Regions from separate parts of the Mus musculus genome. Here region 1 is linked to region 2. A link is a contact called in public promoter capture Hi-C data. All regions are on one chromosome and are shown on one strand. The core of a region is the stretch at or near the end of the contact, and the rest is flanking DNA. Distances in the headings are between cores, read along the strand shown. Region 1 overlaps Sorbs2 (sorbin and SH3 domain containing 2). Region 2 overlaps Sorbs2 (sorbin and SH3 domain containing 2).

The links. Capture Hi-C pulls out chosen DNA fragments and counts their contacts.
Region 1: a promoter capture Hi-C map of pancreatic islet shows a contact between it and region 2. The contact joins two enhancer-like sites. A contact is called at or near these places in 5 of 484 Hi-C or Micro-C datasets (3T3-L1-derived adipocytes, Sertoli cells, cerebral cortex and 2 more) and 3 of 9 other capture datasets (adipose tissue, liver and pancreatic islet).

What each region holds. Positions count from the first base shown.
Region 1 is chr8:45,682,617-45,690,004 of GRCm38.p6, forward strand. All of the region lies in intron 2 of Sorbs2 (sorbin and SH3 domain containing 2), which reads left to right. Among named protein-coding and RNA genes, the nearest start is that of Gm30635, 7.4 kb to the left of the region's middle. Within about 2 kb of position 5,760, at least 21 of the 459 cell types and tissues checked have an H3K27ac peak or open chromatin away from gene starts, as enhancers often do. A contact at or near this core is called in pancreatic islet, where this site is marked.
Region 2 is chr8:45,607,018-45,614,309 of GRCm38.p6, forward strand. The region is part of intron 1 of Sorbs2 (sorbin and SH3 domain containing 2); the gene reads left to right. Among named protein-coding and RNA genes, the nearest start is that of Gm16351, 5.8 kb to the left of the region's middle. Within about 2 kb of position 4,479, at least 45 of the 459 cell types and tissues checked have an H3K27ac peak or open chromatin away from gene starts, as enhancers often do. A contact at or near this core is called in pancreatic islet, where this site is marked.

The DNA.
Region 1 (7,388 bases), core at 4,510-7,009, 77 kb after region 2:
TCAATCTCTTACCAGTACTAGGATTATAGGTATATCGACCTCACCTAGTTTAGTTTTGGTTTTATTTGTTAGTTGGTTGGGTTTTTTGTTTTTGTTTTTGTTTTGTTTTTGTTTTGTTTTGTTTTGTTTTTATAGGTTGTGGGAGATTAAACTAAGGGCCATATTTGTATATGGAAAGCACTTCACCTTTTGAGCTATCTCCCCGGCCCTCATCACAGGAATTTTGAGAAGAGACAATTTAGTCCTCAATGAAGTTACCACTAATACAAGTTGTTGACTGAAGAGGGGAAGTGATGTAATCTCAGAAAGGCTAAACCACCTCATCCTGGGATCTCAGCCTTCACATTCCTGACCATACGTGAGTCCCAGGACAGTCATCTGTGCTTTCAGAGCTTGTCCCAGCCACTAGCTTCAGGCTCCATTCCCAGTGATGCACTCTAATCAGATCAAAGAGACTATGAAGGGCCAGAGAAATCTATCACACTGTGTAAAACAGCCCCGAGAACGTGTTTCATAATAGTGCTGGAGCGCTCTCAGACATAAGCTAATGTATTTGAATTATCTCACTAGGCATTCATCTCTCTATAACTCTTCAAGCTGCTTAAGTGTAGAGAAAACATGGCCTGCCATAAATTTCACAGAAATTCAGCCCCGATGAAAAGCCGCTTGTTCCACAGAGAACGTGTCTGTCAGCTTGTTATTTCTTCCCTGATTTCCCTCGGGCTTCCTTTGCCATATTTACAGTGGAGATAGATGTAGTTAAGGTTTTGCTGATCTGTGGAAAGATCAGAAGAAGAGCAGGAAGATGTATTTCTGAGAGTCAGATCTCCCCCCAACTTTGTAGGAAGGCTGAACTGAGGCAGTAATGACCAGAAGACAGTAACCATGGAGACCAGTAGGGCAGGCTTCCATCCAGGTGTTCCTCGTGGATCCTGAGCTGAAATCTTTATATTAGCCTAACCCCCCCCCCAAAAAAAAGAATGCTATTTGTTACTACTGTTTAGTTTTTAATCTCTGGTAATAATATCTAACTATATTCTGGTAATAATTCTAACTATATGTATTGAGGGAAATGTTCAACAAGACAGGGCCATTAACTATTACATGGCGACTCACTAAGCAGATTTGGAATCTCTTGCCACGATCAGGTCAGGATGTACTACTTAGGACAAAGGTGCCGTGTGGAGAGTGCTTACCAAGGTTCTCACTCGTCCTTCATGAATTTAATTTAATTCACAATTGACTTCAGGGGTTAGTTTAGAAGATAGTTAACTCTACTATGGAGCTGAACTGCCTAAAACTGTTTGATAACCAAAATGTAGGGCCAGTTATGAACCCTCTTTGCCTTAGGGATGTTTGTGGTCAGACTTGGATTCTTATCTGTCCATGTTTAGGATGGTACTGACAACACCTACTTAGCCATCTATGGAATGGCTGGCTCCTTCATCCTTCATGTTTGGTTCCCACTTCAACTACTCGTAAATGGTAGTGAGGAAATATACCCTGTATGCCCACCCATTAATATAACTAGAACCTGATACTCTCTGATTCATCTGGGCAACACGTATCTATCCATGTCTATTCCCTTTCCTTATTGATGGATGGCTATCAAAAGTCCTTTGGTGGCTCTCCCAACATCTAAGCTGTCTCTCCTCTCTGAGTTCTTATTCCCAAATACAAATAACCAGAGCATGCTGCCAGTGGTTAAGAAGAAAACCTTACTTCACAGTGTAGAGAAGTCTTAATGTTAGGAATTGATTTTAGCAGCCTTTAGCATATAATGGCCATTGACCATAGCATCAAGCTTGTTGTGTTGTTGTTGTGGTTTTTCCTATAACAGGTCCATGCTGCCAGTGGGTAGAATGTTACTGAATTTGTAACATGTGTTCATCCTGGGATTCTAACAGTTAAAAATCATTTCAGTATAGTAGGCTTACTGCCACGATCACTTGTTTGCAGAGGTTTCAAGGTGACAAGACTTCCTTGATTGGTTTGAGCTAAAGAGAATGATGACTTTAGCAATGACAATTTATCAAGTCTCTCCTATCTCAATCCAAAACCACAGGTTTTGTTTAGTAACACAGAATAGGCAATAGCAAATGGTTTATTTCAATCCCAATAATGAACTGTGGACTGATACTCTACCAATGTAATAAAACAAAGCTAGATTTAAAAACTACCAGTCACTTTAAGGAATCTGGGAAGGGCTACATTGGACTTACAGCAATTTTAAGTTCCATATGAATGCAATATCTTATATCCCTCATGTGGTCACAGTATAACAGTATAATTATATAATTAAAACAGTGTTTGATTTCATGAAGTTTTAAAAAGTAAAAGAAATAGCATAACAACATTAAGGGGAAAAGGGGGAAATCTACATTGCAAAGCTTGAGTTCTCCAACTGTACATGGACACCCAAACCTTGTCCAGCATAAAATCTTCAAGGGTCAGCCATAGAAAATAACATATAGATTCATTTGTTTTGGAAGCTACAAACAGAGTTATAAGATACTGTGATTATACATAATGGAGGAAATAAATCATTGCATACAATTTTTATATGTATGGTTTCATACTCAACACCAAAAGGGGATGTTCATTGTGGGATAGACAAATGCAATACCCCACTGTGTTGTAACATGTAAGGGATTATCTGGTTTGGTCATACTTGTTATCTATTGGGAAGTTAGTTGGGAAATCCTTGAAAAACCCAAGTCAAACCAAAGCTTGATCCCCAGTTGAGCTATTACTAAGGAAATGGTTTTGCAATGGGTAGAGAGGTGGCTGAAAAAGATCCTACAGTCTCTAGTGTGCAGTGAGGTCAAATTCATTACCAATGACAAATTTCCTCTAAGCTGCAAGTTGCAAGACTAGCCTACATAACTAGGATGTCATGAAACACTGAGAAAAGACAACATAACCCGAAGATGACAGTGTACCCAATAAAGAGGAGCACGGAGAACCTCCATCCTGCCATCTTTCTGATCTGAAGTTCAGATCTAGGTTACTTTGGTAGATGAGTGTAAACAAGATGTCTCTTTGGGAAACTGAGCTCTTAGAGCCAGGGCCAAAGGGCTCAATGCTCATCTGTTAAAGAGATGCCAGCCAATGATGCTGAGACTGTACAGGTGTGCAGAGTCGCCAGACAGGTTTAATTTCTATATTCTAGGGCATGCAACAACACATAGACTAGTATGGATTAAGGCTTAGGAGATACTCAGAGTCTACTTAGTATCTATCAGTCCTGCACAAAAAATAATTCCTCTTCCCCAGACTCCGTTTATTTACTCTCTGTTTTACTATAGCAGATTTTATGTTTTGTGGGAGTGTGGGAATGGTGTTCACGCCCATGCATGCACACTTGGGAGTACAGAAGTGGGGTCAGCACATATAAGACCTCTCCATCACTCTGTTGAGACAGGGTGTCTCACTGAACCTGGATCCAACACACTGGCTAGAGTGGCTGGCCACCAAGTGGGAACCCTCCCGTCTCTGTCTCATGTCTCTGGGATTACAGGCACATTCTTCCCCACATGCTTTTTATGTGGATGCTGGGCATTTGAACAGAAGTCTTCGTGTTTTCAGGCTAAACAATGTCATTGCTTCAACCCCAGTCTTTATTTATTATTTTAGCCTAATCCAGTTAAATCGTGGGCTAAGCGTTTATTTTTATAGCTGTGCTGCTAACTAAAATGCTCTTGAGAATTTTCCACATTTGAGGCACTATGGTATGCAGGTTTGATGGATGATATTATATGATTCCCTAAAGTAAACTGTATGTGTACACAGACCTTAGTTTTCTTGTCCTTTTTGCTTGGAAATTATTTAAGGATTCAATGAATACTAAAGGGATCCATGGTCAATGATTGAATGGGAAAGCAATGTACAAGATCTATACTATCGTTGTGCCAAGTGGCCAATGAATAGCAGAGTTCCAAGCCAGGTCAGACACACAGTCATGCTCATGGTGTGTTGTTTATGTTTTGTGTTGGTGTTGTTGTTGTTGTTGCTATCAGTTGGTTGCTTGGTTGGTCAGTTGGTTTTTATTTCCTGCCTATCTTAGAAATTGAGTAGCCATAAAAATGCTAGTCAACTGGCTTGAAAAAGAAGATCCTTGGTGTTGTTTAAATTCTATACAAAAACTGTTTGACCCAGGACGAGGTCTCAGAGGACTAGGCATCGTTGTCTTCGCCAAATATTAACAGAAAAACAAGCCAGTGGAACAAGTTAAACTGGAAATAAAGTAAAGAAGCTGAGAAACCAAGGAAGGCAAGCTAAGAAAAATTGGAACAAGCCTGTGACTCAGGAAGGAGAAAAGGCTGCCCAGGCACAAGGGGTCTGAAAAGCAAGATGAAAGACAACTAGATACAGACCAGGATCAACTGGAGCACAGAGTACCGTGAAGGAGATGCACATCTTAGTAATTACCAGGAAGGCCAAGCTGGGTTTGCTCCTGTCAACTGGCCAGGATGTGATTTGTGGCTTGTAATTAAAACAGATACTGAAAACAGAACCATATTCTCAGTTTATTTGATGCTGTGTCCAAAGAAGACCACAAACTAAAGAACAGAATGAAAGGTGAGAGGAAAGGCCAGTCTCAGGCGTGGCTTCTGTTTAAAGTATGAGAGGCACAAAGGAACAAAAGAGCCTTAAGGTTTTCCTACAGAATGCTAGAGATTTCAAGTGTGTGTGTGTGTGTGTGTGTGTGTGTGTGTGTGTGTGTGTGTGTGTAGGACTGCATCATGCATGTGCATATAAAGGCTGCAAGTCAACACTGGATGTCTTCCTCAATTGAGTCTCCACTTTGCTTTTTGAGGCAAGATCCCTCCCTGAGCCTGGAACTCACCAATTAGGTTCGATTCGCTGGCTGGAAAGCTCTAGGGATCCTCCTTTGTCTGTCTCCCATGCAGGGATTATAGATGCTTCGCAGCCATGCCTGGCTTCATACATGGATACTGAGAATTGGACTTCAGGTCTTCTTCATTCTGCATGCCGAGCACTGTACCAACTAAACCCACATCCTCGGCCCCTAACATGGTGTTGTCTTGATGACTTTGTCTTGTATTTCTCATACATAGGATCACGAACATTGTTATATCTATGCATGGAACACCACAGTGTCAGCTTTGTAGCTTTCACGCAGTCTCTGTGCATCATGGGCTCGTAGCATAAGCCAAAACATCAGTATTTGCAGTTGGTTCTTGTCCAAGCTGCTGTTATACACTTAGCATCACTGCTTGCCGTAGCACAGACTGAGTGACCTTCCAGTCTTTACTGCACCACTCTCTAGCTTTCTTTATGTCACAGGACATCCTGGTGCTGAAAATTACCCTTTGGCAAAGGCAATAAAGAAAACCCACAAACACCATAAAGAACCCAGCTTGCCCACTCTGCAGTGACATCCCATAGGGTCATGTTTCTACACCAGAGGAATTCTAGCAGGCATGCATGTGTTTAACTTCCTGCCATTTATGAAAACTGAACCAAGCATTGCCCTGTGCCCACAGTAATGAATGCCCTGACAGCATATGTATAGCCACCTGTCAGCATGGGACAAGCCCCCTCTGATGAATTGACAGGACCACACTTCTTCTTTCTGCTTCCTTGCCACATAAGACACGCACAGAGGACTTGTGTTTCGTCTGCAGCTCCGGGTTTCCATCATTTATTTTTTATAGCACCGGCACTAAACCAGTTGGAACAGATGAAGGCTGTTATTTCGGACTCGGTACATCACCGTGCTGATTTGCTGTTCCTAGGAGGCACACTTAGTGAGTTGGATTTTTATCATTTTTGTCATGGGAGACCTGGCTCGTCAGGACGTAAGTGTAAGTGTCTTGAGCTGCTTCATAATTTCCATAATGTAAATGCTTAATTATTTCCTATGCATGGCAGGGGGGGGGAAGGGCTGCGTCAGAGTAAGATGAGAGGCAGATGTTAAGGTTATTGGTAGGACTTCTGGCAGGATGGCAGGGGAGTGGAGACAGCAGAAAAACTTGTCACGTCCTCTTGTTTCTCAATAGATCACCAATTTTTGAGAGATGCTTGGTTTGCCGGAAACAGCTGTGTGGCATTTCAAAAACAGATTGCCATGCAGTTTCAGAGATGTTTGTATTTCTCATCTTTATGGGCTCTCTAAATACAATAGACCAGCAGTTTTAGGCTTAAAAGGGGAGGGTAGTAAGAACTTTCAAGAGAGAATATTTTAAAGGAATCATGTGTAATGAACTAGAAACTTTCCTCCCACCCTTAAACACACACCCCTCCACACACCAACAGAACAACAGTAACTAAAAATTAACCTGCTAACTGGTAATAACCTATTGCAACTTAGAAGTCTTTTTGTCTGCAGTGGGCTTGGTGAGGGTAGTTCATCATCCAAAAGGAAGGAGTGTTAAACTTTAGGAGATAGAATGCGTTAGGTTTATTTCCCCATGAATATTTAGCACACTTCAAGGTATAAATATTGCTGCTCTTTCAAGCATCTTTCCACTTTGCCCTGTTTCCAACATTCAAGACTCCTGACTCCTTACTCAGCGGTTTGACTTTGCAAATGCAATTAGCAAACTGAGCTGGTAAAACAGAAAATACTTAAGCAACTCCTATGCTTCCCTGTTTTCTAGTGCTCCCTGCTTCACCTCAAAACAGAATCGATAGGGCACCAGGGGAGAAATGGATTCAGGTCGGCTCTAGGCGGCTTTATGCACTTTCTATTAAACTTGACGGCTAATTTGCAAGTTCACACTTATTAAAAGCTAGGGTTCTTGAAACTCTGGCAGCTGAACCCTCCCAACTATGCACTTAGAAAATGGAGCTCAGAGAAGAACCTTGCATCAGGACCCTAGCCCAGGTATTGCTATGCTCAAAGACAGAAATTAATTCTCCTTTCATGCTTTCTAGTAAAAGGACACAGCGAGGCAAAGTAGGAAGAAGCATTAGGTAAGAAGCCAGAAATTCCCATTGAGAGTCTTGCATGGAATTCAAAACTTGTCATTTCATCTGAATTCACAAAATTGTCCTAAGCAAGAATTCCTCCTTAGGCCCACTGATGGGATGTTTCAAATGCCTTTTCTATATAAAGATGTGTTTAATCTGATAGAGCAAGTGACATTTTTATAACCCAGAAAAAATTATTTATTCTTGGAAAAGAAAAAAAAATCCTGGACATGCGGCCAGATATGGGAAAAATATATTTAGGGGGTGACATTTTTTGGCATGAAGTAGAAAGGAAACAGTTTTGTTTTGTTTTTTTAATGAAGCATTTGGCAAGGCAGAATCTTAGAACTATTTCTAAACTTGTCCATTTGCAAAACCTCCCAGACTGTTTTGCTTTCTCTGCTATGGGAGAAGGAAAATCCCTTGGCTGGGATGGGCTGAGTCCCATG
Region 2 (7,292 bases), core at 3,229-5,728:
CAAAGAAGCAAGGTATTACAAGGTGATAATCACAGTGGACATGCACTATTTATTTGATTTGAAATACCATTCTAGAAGGCAAAGCCATTGTTGGACTCTGAGGAACAAAAAAGGGACAGTGACCTACCCACAGAAAGAATGCTATGGAGAAGCCGATCGGTTACTTATCAGCCTGCTATTATTACAGTGCCAAACCGACGTGCTCGCATTGCTTGGGCATGATGTGACTGGTAGTTATGGTCAAACAACATGATAAGGATAAAGTGATGACCTCATCCTCCATGAATAACTTCCACTTTGTTTTCTAGAGTCAGTCATTTTAGGAATACAGATGAGGAAGGCATCACACCAAATATCCAGCTACGTACCAGAGTGCTTTTAAACCTTGGTCACAGCCAGACAGGAAAGATCTTGTAAATATAAATTCTGCTGAACTCTCTTGTTGAGAAAGAATAGCTTTATTGAAGGAGACTCAAGACAGGGTTAGACCTTCACCCTCATATGTGAATTCAGAATAATGATTTGTTGAGCAGTGGCTCCCATCTTTAGATTTGAAAGATGATTGACAAATTCTCAAAAACTTTAATGGAGAAGATGCCCATTATCCCCCACAAGACTGCTTGGAACAAATTCAGTTTTTACAAGAAAGGCTACAAGGGCAACCATAAGCAAACGTGCTTCTGGGTCAGTCTTCTGCAAAGGTAGCCACACCTAGACAAATAAGACCAATCTAAGTTTGGGATAAATATAAGACAAAGGCACAAAAATAAAATGAAATTAAGAAATGGAATAATTCTGTGTCACCAACTCTTCTTGAATGGTGTTTTAATATACAAAAACCAAAATGAATTGCGGCTTTGCCATATACACTCTTCCTCTAATTTGCCATAAATCCATTTTTTTAAAGCTTCTAAAGCAAAATATGTGGGAGTAACTTCATCTATAAGCATCCAAAATGGGCAGAGGCGAACTAGGTAAATGGAACAGGATGATCATTTCACTAGAGTTGATCTGGGTGAATTGCTGCTTTAACTATTTATATACACAGAGTGTGCGTCTCTTAAGCAAAGGCACATCCTAAAATTTAAGAATACAGTACACGTATATGTAACATAGGCATATATAATATATGTATAATATGTTCATTATCACGTATGCATATGTAGATGCATACAGCATTTCTATGAGTTTGAAGTCTCACTACCTTCCTGGATTGTGAATAAAGGAGTAACTGCATCTAAAATGGTGCATTTGATAGAAACTAGCAAGTCTTAAGTGAACACATTGCAAAGAGTTAATATGAAGAGAACAAATATTCATAAGTTTTAAATGTATCCATTTTTTTCTTTTTCATGACAGGGTAGGGTATATTTATGAACAGAGAACATGGGTGATAATCACAGCATGTATTGAGCCATTGTTGTATGCTTAACGCCGTGGTGACGTCTTCTTTTTGAGGGAATTATTTAATCGGCCATTGTGTTAGCAAGGCACTGCTCTTGATGCTAATGTAGAAATGCGAGAGTTGAGGCCTTGCCAACTTCAGTCTGACTCCACTTGGCCCTAGTTAGAAAAACATGGAGTGTGTTGCCCTATTTGTTTTCTTTCCTGCATTGGAACAGGATGTTGCTGTATAGTCCAGCCTGCCTTTGAACCCACAATTCTCCTAGCTCAGCCTCCAGAGTGCTAGGATTACAGGGGAGGCCACTGTGCCAAGCTCAAGAAATAGACTTTTAAAAACACTAGCGGTATCACAGAATGAGTGGAGAGGGGACTCAAGAGTATCATGTTCTAGTCTAGACTACCATTCCTTGAGGGTGGGTGCCAAGTCCTTGCACAGTTCCAGAGACTCTACTTGATTGGAACAATGAGAGAACAAAGAAAAGACAAATGCATGGACAGACAGAAACATGGACACAGAAAATCTGGGATCTCAGATGGAGAAGTCACAGCCTCCAGAAGCCCAAAGTATTTATTTTATACAGTTGAACAGGGATGTGGGGTTACTGCACACAGCTGAATCAAGGAGGGATATTTAGCTAACCTGGGTTAGTGCAGCCTTTCCAGGGAAGCTGTCTTCAGGCCATAAACATTTGTCTGGGGGAGAAAGCTCTGGTGTGTTGTCAAAATTATTTCATCTCAGTTAAGGCTTCCACCGGCTTTTGATCATTCAGTTCCCAGATAAAGGACACACAACTTCTATATTTACAATAAGCCTTAATCAGCACCATAGCTGGGAAGATATCTGCCCTCTATGTTGTTAAAATCTATTTCCCCATCATTAACCTCATTTCCTACTTTGCCATGTTCCATCTGGACAGTTCTTAACTCCATTTGACTAGCCCTCATGAGGCTTACCTACACCATGGTGGCTTCCTCCTCTCTCCACCTTTTTCTCTCTCCTCTCATGGTTCTCCCCAGACCCTGCCTATCTCAATTCTGTCTGGCTATAGGCTGTAGACATCTTTATTCACCAACCAGGGATAATTAGAGGACAGGTCACTGGATATGTCACTTGGGTACCAGCAGACTCGATTACCCCTGGGGGCAATCAGTCCTTGGGGGGGGGGCAGTATTTAGCATTATAATACAAACAAAAGACAAAATCTCATTAATAGTGAGTGTTTTCTACAGACTGTCAGAATTCACACTCATACTTCCCAGAGAAAGACTTCCATCCCTCTGAGCTTCCACTGAGAGAGACTTTGCAAAGCTGTCTTAGGGTTACACTGCTGCAAAGAGACACCTTGACTACCATGGCAACTCTTATAAAGGATAACAACTAGTTGGAGCTGGGTTACAGGTTCAGAGGTTCAGTCCATTATCATCAAGGCATGGTGTAGGATGAGCTGAGAGTTCTACAACTTCATCTGAAAGCTGCTAAGAAAAGACAGACTCCCATGTGGCTAGGAAGAGGGTCTCAAAGCCCACCCCACAGTGACATACTTCTTCTAATAAGGCCATACCTACTCCAACAAGGCCACATCTCCTAAGAGTGCCACTGCCTGAGCCAAGCATATTCAAACTACCACACACACTCATGGTACTGAGGCATTAGTCTTTAACGTGACTGCATCTGGGTTAACAAGTCACACCCACTCAGGACTTCATCCACTCTGGCTTCCTCCACTCCCTTGAAGGTAGGTACTATCTTGGTGACTCTTGTGGTCAGTTCTTAAGTTCTCAATTGGGTCCTTTATATGGTGAGCAATTGGCTCGCCATATGAAGAAAGCGAGAAGACTCTTGACTCAACATCAGACAAGTTGCTTGACCCATGTGAGTGCCATCATCTTCTATTTTATTTCTAGAATCTCTTTTATTCCCAAAATGATTTGAAATAGCCTGCATAGATATACTGTCCAAGACCTTTAAGAGATAAGAGCTTGAGAGTGATAGACTTTATTTAGAACTCAGACTGAAAGTTAGTGAAGAAATGGAGTCACTGCTGGACTGACTCCCCTCCACTGCCACCCCTCCCCCACCTACTCACTCTTCTTCTGCCACATTTGGCCAGAGCAATCTGCTCCTGTGGGAGTCTTGAGAGGAAAGAAGAGAAAAGCCCAAAATACCAACTTGGCTGTCTAATTGTTTTTAATTATGAAATCACTCAAGGTCGAGATGAGTGTGCTAAGCCCATTTCAGAGGCAGAGATCCAAATCCTCAAACAGCAGAAAACCTTGGGGGACAGAACAAAGAGGCTTCTTTATCAAGTGAAATCTGAAAGGTTCTAAGGAGTGGAGAGTCACAATGGCTCTTAAAAGAAGTAGGAGATTTAAACAGTAAGCTAAAAAAATATCAAAAAGAAGCAGGGCCCAATAAACCGCAAACACCCACACAGCAACAGCAGTGATCCCTGACCTACTCCTGGTTACTGAGAACAAGAGAGACCATGAGAGAATGAACAGGGAAAAAAAAAAAGCTGTTCAGCCAATGTCACAAAAACCCAGTTTGGTAAAAGCACTCACTTCCCCAGGGAGGTTGTTTGTTTGGAGTTCAGACCGAGCAACTTGATAAGAAAAGAATCCGAGGAGACCAGCGAGAAAAATAAATAATTAACCATGCAACCCCGTGAACGGTGGCTAGCTAAGACAGTCACATTAGACCTTCAAAGCAGGTTAGTACCAGTGAGAAACCAGGCCTGAGACTTTCACCTTTATGCTTCAGGCACTTTTCCTTTTTCCTGAGAAGCCAGACCCTAAGTCAGACTGGGTTACACTTTAGAGATCAAAAGGAGATCTTTATTTAACACATTAAAGACACTGCCTCAAGTTCTTCAATGCTTATGGAGATGTGTAATCACCTGCTTCCTTCCTAACTTCTGTGATTGCTGTCTTAAGTCAAGTGGTAGGCAAGTGTAGAGCTATTTGGTTAAAACTGTGTCTATTCAAGGAGGCCACAGCACATAGGCACCTATAATCATAGCCTTAGGAAGGTTGCACTGGGAAGACTACAAGTTCAAGGTCAGCCTGGGTTACATAGCACATTCCAGGGTACAATGAGATCCTGTCTCAAAAACCCAGGGGCTAGAGATGTAGCTCATTGATAAAGCACTAGCCAAGCAAAACAAAACACGAAAGCAAACAAAAAACTTGCATCACCCTGAAAGTACTGTATGTGTGCTAGCTCTCTTTCTTCTGCATAGGTATTGTATAGATATTCTTACTGGGTAATTTCTAATAAGTCACATAGTGACTTTTTCTCTAAATTATGACCCAGAAGCATCTGGATGGACAAGCAAAATACTGTCTGATTTATCTCGTCGTTTTCTTAAATATCTTTCAATCTGCTACATCTGGATGAGCAGTGATCACCAAGGAAGTAGAAAGGAATGTGGAGAATGAAGGGGTGAGCCTTAATATGAAAAAAAAATGGCCGATGTGGACATAATCAAATGATTTCTAATTACCATGGTGACTCTTAAAACTCCGTCAGAGCTGGGGCTGACAACCCTTGAGAAAATGAAGGAAATCTGACATTTGATCTTGAACTCAAAGACAAACAATGTAGGAATGTTGCCCTCCTCATTCTCCTCCCAGTCAGATCAATGAAGTCATTTCCACCGGAGATATGAGTCTGAAAATCAGATTATTTGTTTTAATCTGTTTAAAAGTTGAGTGGAAACACAATTCTGACTTGTATGGAGCCATGAATTGACTAGATCATTGGCTGATAATGAAAGACAGCTGATATTCTTTATGATGTATCTTCAGGGCTATTTTAAGGCAATGCATAAGCTTTGAGTAGGTGTTCACATTTTATAAATACTGCACACCAAAAAACGACAGTGTGTCTTATAAAACATCTCATCTCTCTTTCACTGGGTGAGCAGAACTCTCTCTGTCTGCTTTATCCAAGCATCTAATTCACTCCCCCATGTGCTCATATCAATTTCTTTTTACTTTAAAATTCCTTTCCTCAAAGTTTTGTGTCATTCTGGCCAATATTTTTATTAAGTGTGTGTGTGTGTGTGTGTGTGTGTGTGTGTGTGTGTGTGTGTGTGTGCACTCGCATGATCACTTTAGTAGCACTTGAGAAAAATCCTTTTACAAAGATGGTCTCTACTAAGATCTCAATATTTATGATCAGAGACAAAAGTGAGTTGTACATACGTCTGCGTGGACGCCTTCACTAGCACTGAAAAAAACAAGTTCACTGTATTAAAGAATGATTACAACAGGTTTGGCTTAAGCTTTGGTTTCTCAGCCACATCATGCTCTTCATACAAAGAGGTTACAGTTACATATTAGGGTTTTAGCATGAAACCATCTAGAGAAAGAGGCCCAAGAGCATGAAAGATAGTTGCCAAATCCTTCCTGCATGGGTTAGAAAGCCCACGGCATGATTGTCACAATTTAAGAACAGAGATAGTCCAAGGAGCAAGGACATGTACTGGTTTGGATACATTACAAATCAGAGTCAAGTTGTGGGACCTGTGCACATTTCAAAATAAAGGACTGTTTTAATATGGGTGACAGAGCAATCCTTGTCTGTGTCCTTTCATCGCACATCAATGGGAACAAAGGTAAAAACCACACTGAGAAAGTAGATTCAGCTGCAGCAGGTTAAAGATGCAGAGAGTACATCTTTACAGGGATTGGTCAGCCAAGTTGGGGCTGGATCATGCGTGAGAGTTGCTGCAGAGAGCTCAATCACAAGGTGGCACTTTAACCAATTGAGCTTCTCCTTCCCTGGGAATCTCTCATTTAATACACAGAATGGAAGCTAGAGTGCAATTAGTATGGAGATGGGAGAGTTTGAGGGCATCACTGTACGGCCCGTGCCTCTGGACCACTTCAGCGGAGCGTAGACTCAAGGCCTCTTGAGGTCCTTCAAGGGTCAGGTATAATTTGGAGCTTCCTATCATGACAATGGTGTCTTTTCTTTCTTCTTATGATATGGAAAGGAAATAAAATGATTATGTGCCTTTAAGAACTGCCTCATGGTGTGCCAAGGCCCAGAGTGTATTTATGACATTAATGGATACTTCCAGCCCCCATATCTTCCCTTCAGAACAAGGGGTTTACTTATCCAATTGCATGGGGACTTGGGACCAACTGGAAGGGTCATCTCAGCCCCCTAACTGCCTCTGTTAAAACCGTGAGGTTACTATTGTTAGCTTGATGCTATCTAGAACCACCTAGGAGACAAGCCCCTGGTAACTCAATGAGAGCACATCTGAATTAAGTTAATTGAAGTAGGGAGGAACCATTCAAAATGTGGTCTATAGCACCAGCATAATCTCTCTCTCATTGTCTCTCTCTGTCTCCTTCTCTCTCTCTCTCTCTCTCTCTCTCTCTCTCTCTCTCTCTCTCTCTCTCTCTCCTCCCTCCCTGCCTTCCCCGCCTCTCCCCCCTCTGTCTCTCTCTGTCTTCTCCCCCTCTATCTCTGTCTCCCCCGCCCCCTCCCTCTCCCTCCCTCCTACCTGACAATGGATATAATGTGACCAGCTGCCATGTTCCTCCTACCATGGCTCTCCACCATGATGAACTTCTCATTGGCCAATAGAGACTCTTCCTCCTTTTGTCAGTTTCATCAGAGAAACAAGCTAAGTTATTTTAATGAAGGCCTCATCAGAAGTTTGCTTTCCTCCCTGCCCAGTTTTCCTGACCCTGCTCCTTTACCAACATAAACCCCCTTCAGTAAATACCTCCTTCGTGGGTTTCTAAGGCAGCAGAAGCGATAATGGTGCTGATGAGTATGTGGATACTCTTGGGTAGAGGAGATGCGCAGCAGGCACAGGGATGAGATGGTGCACATGACGTTTTGTGAGCATGCTCTCAGCATGTGGTCA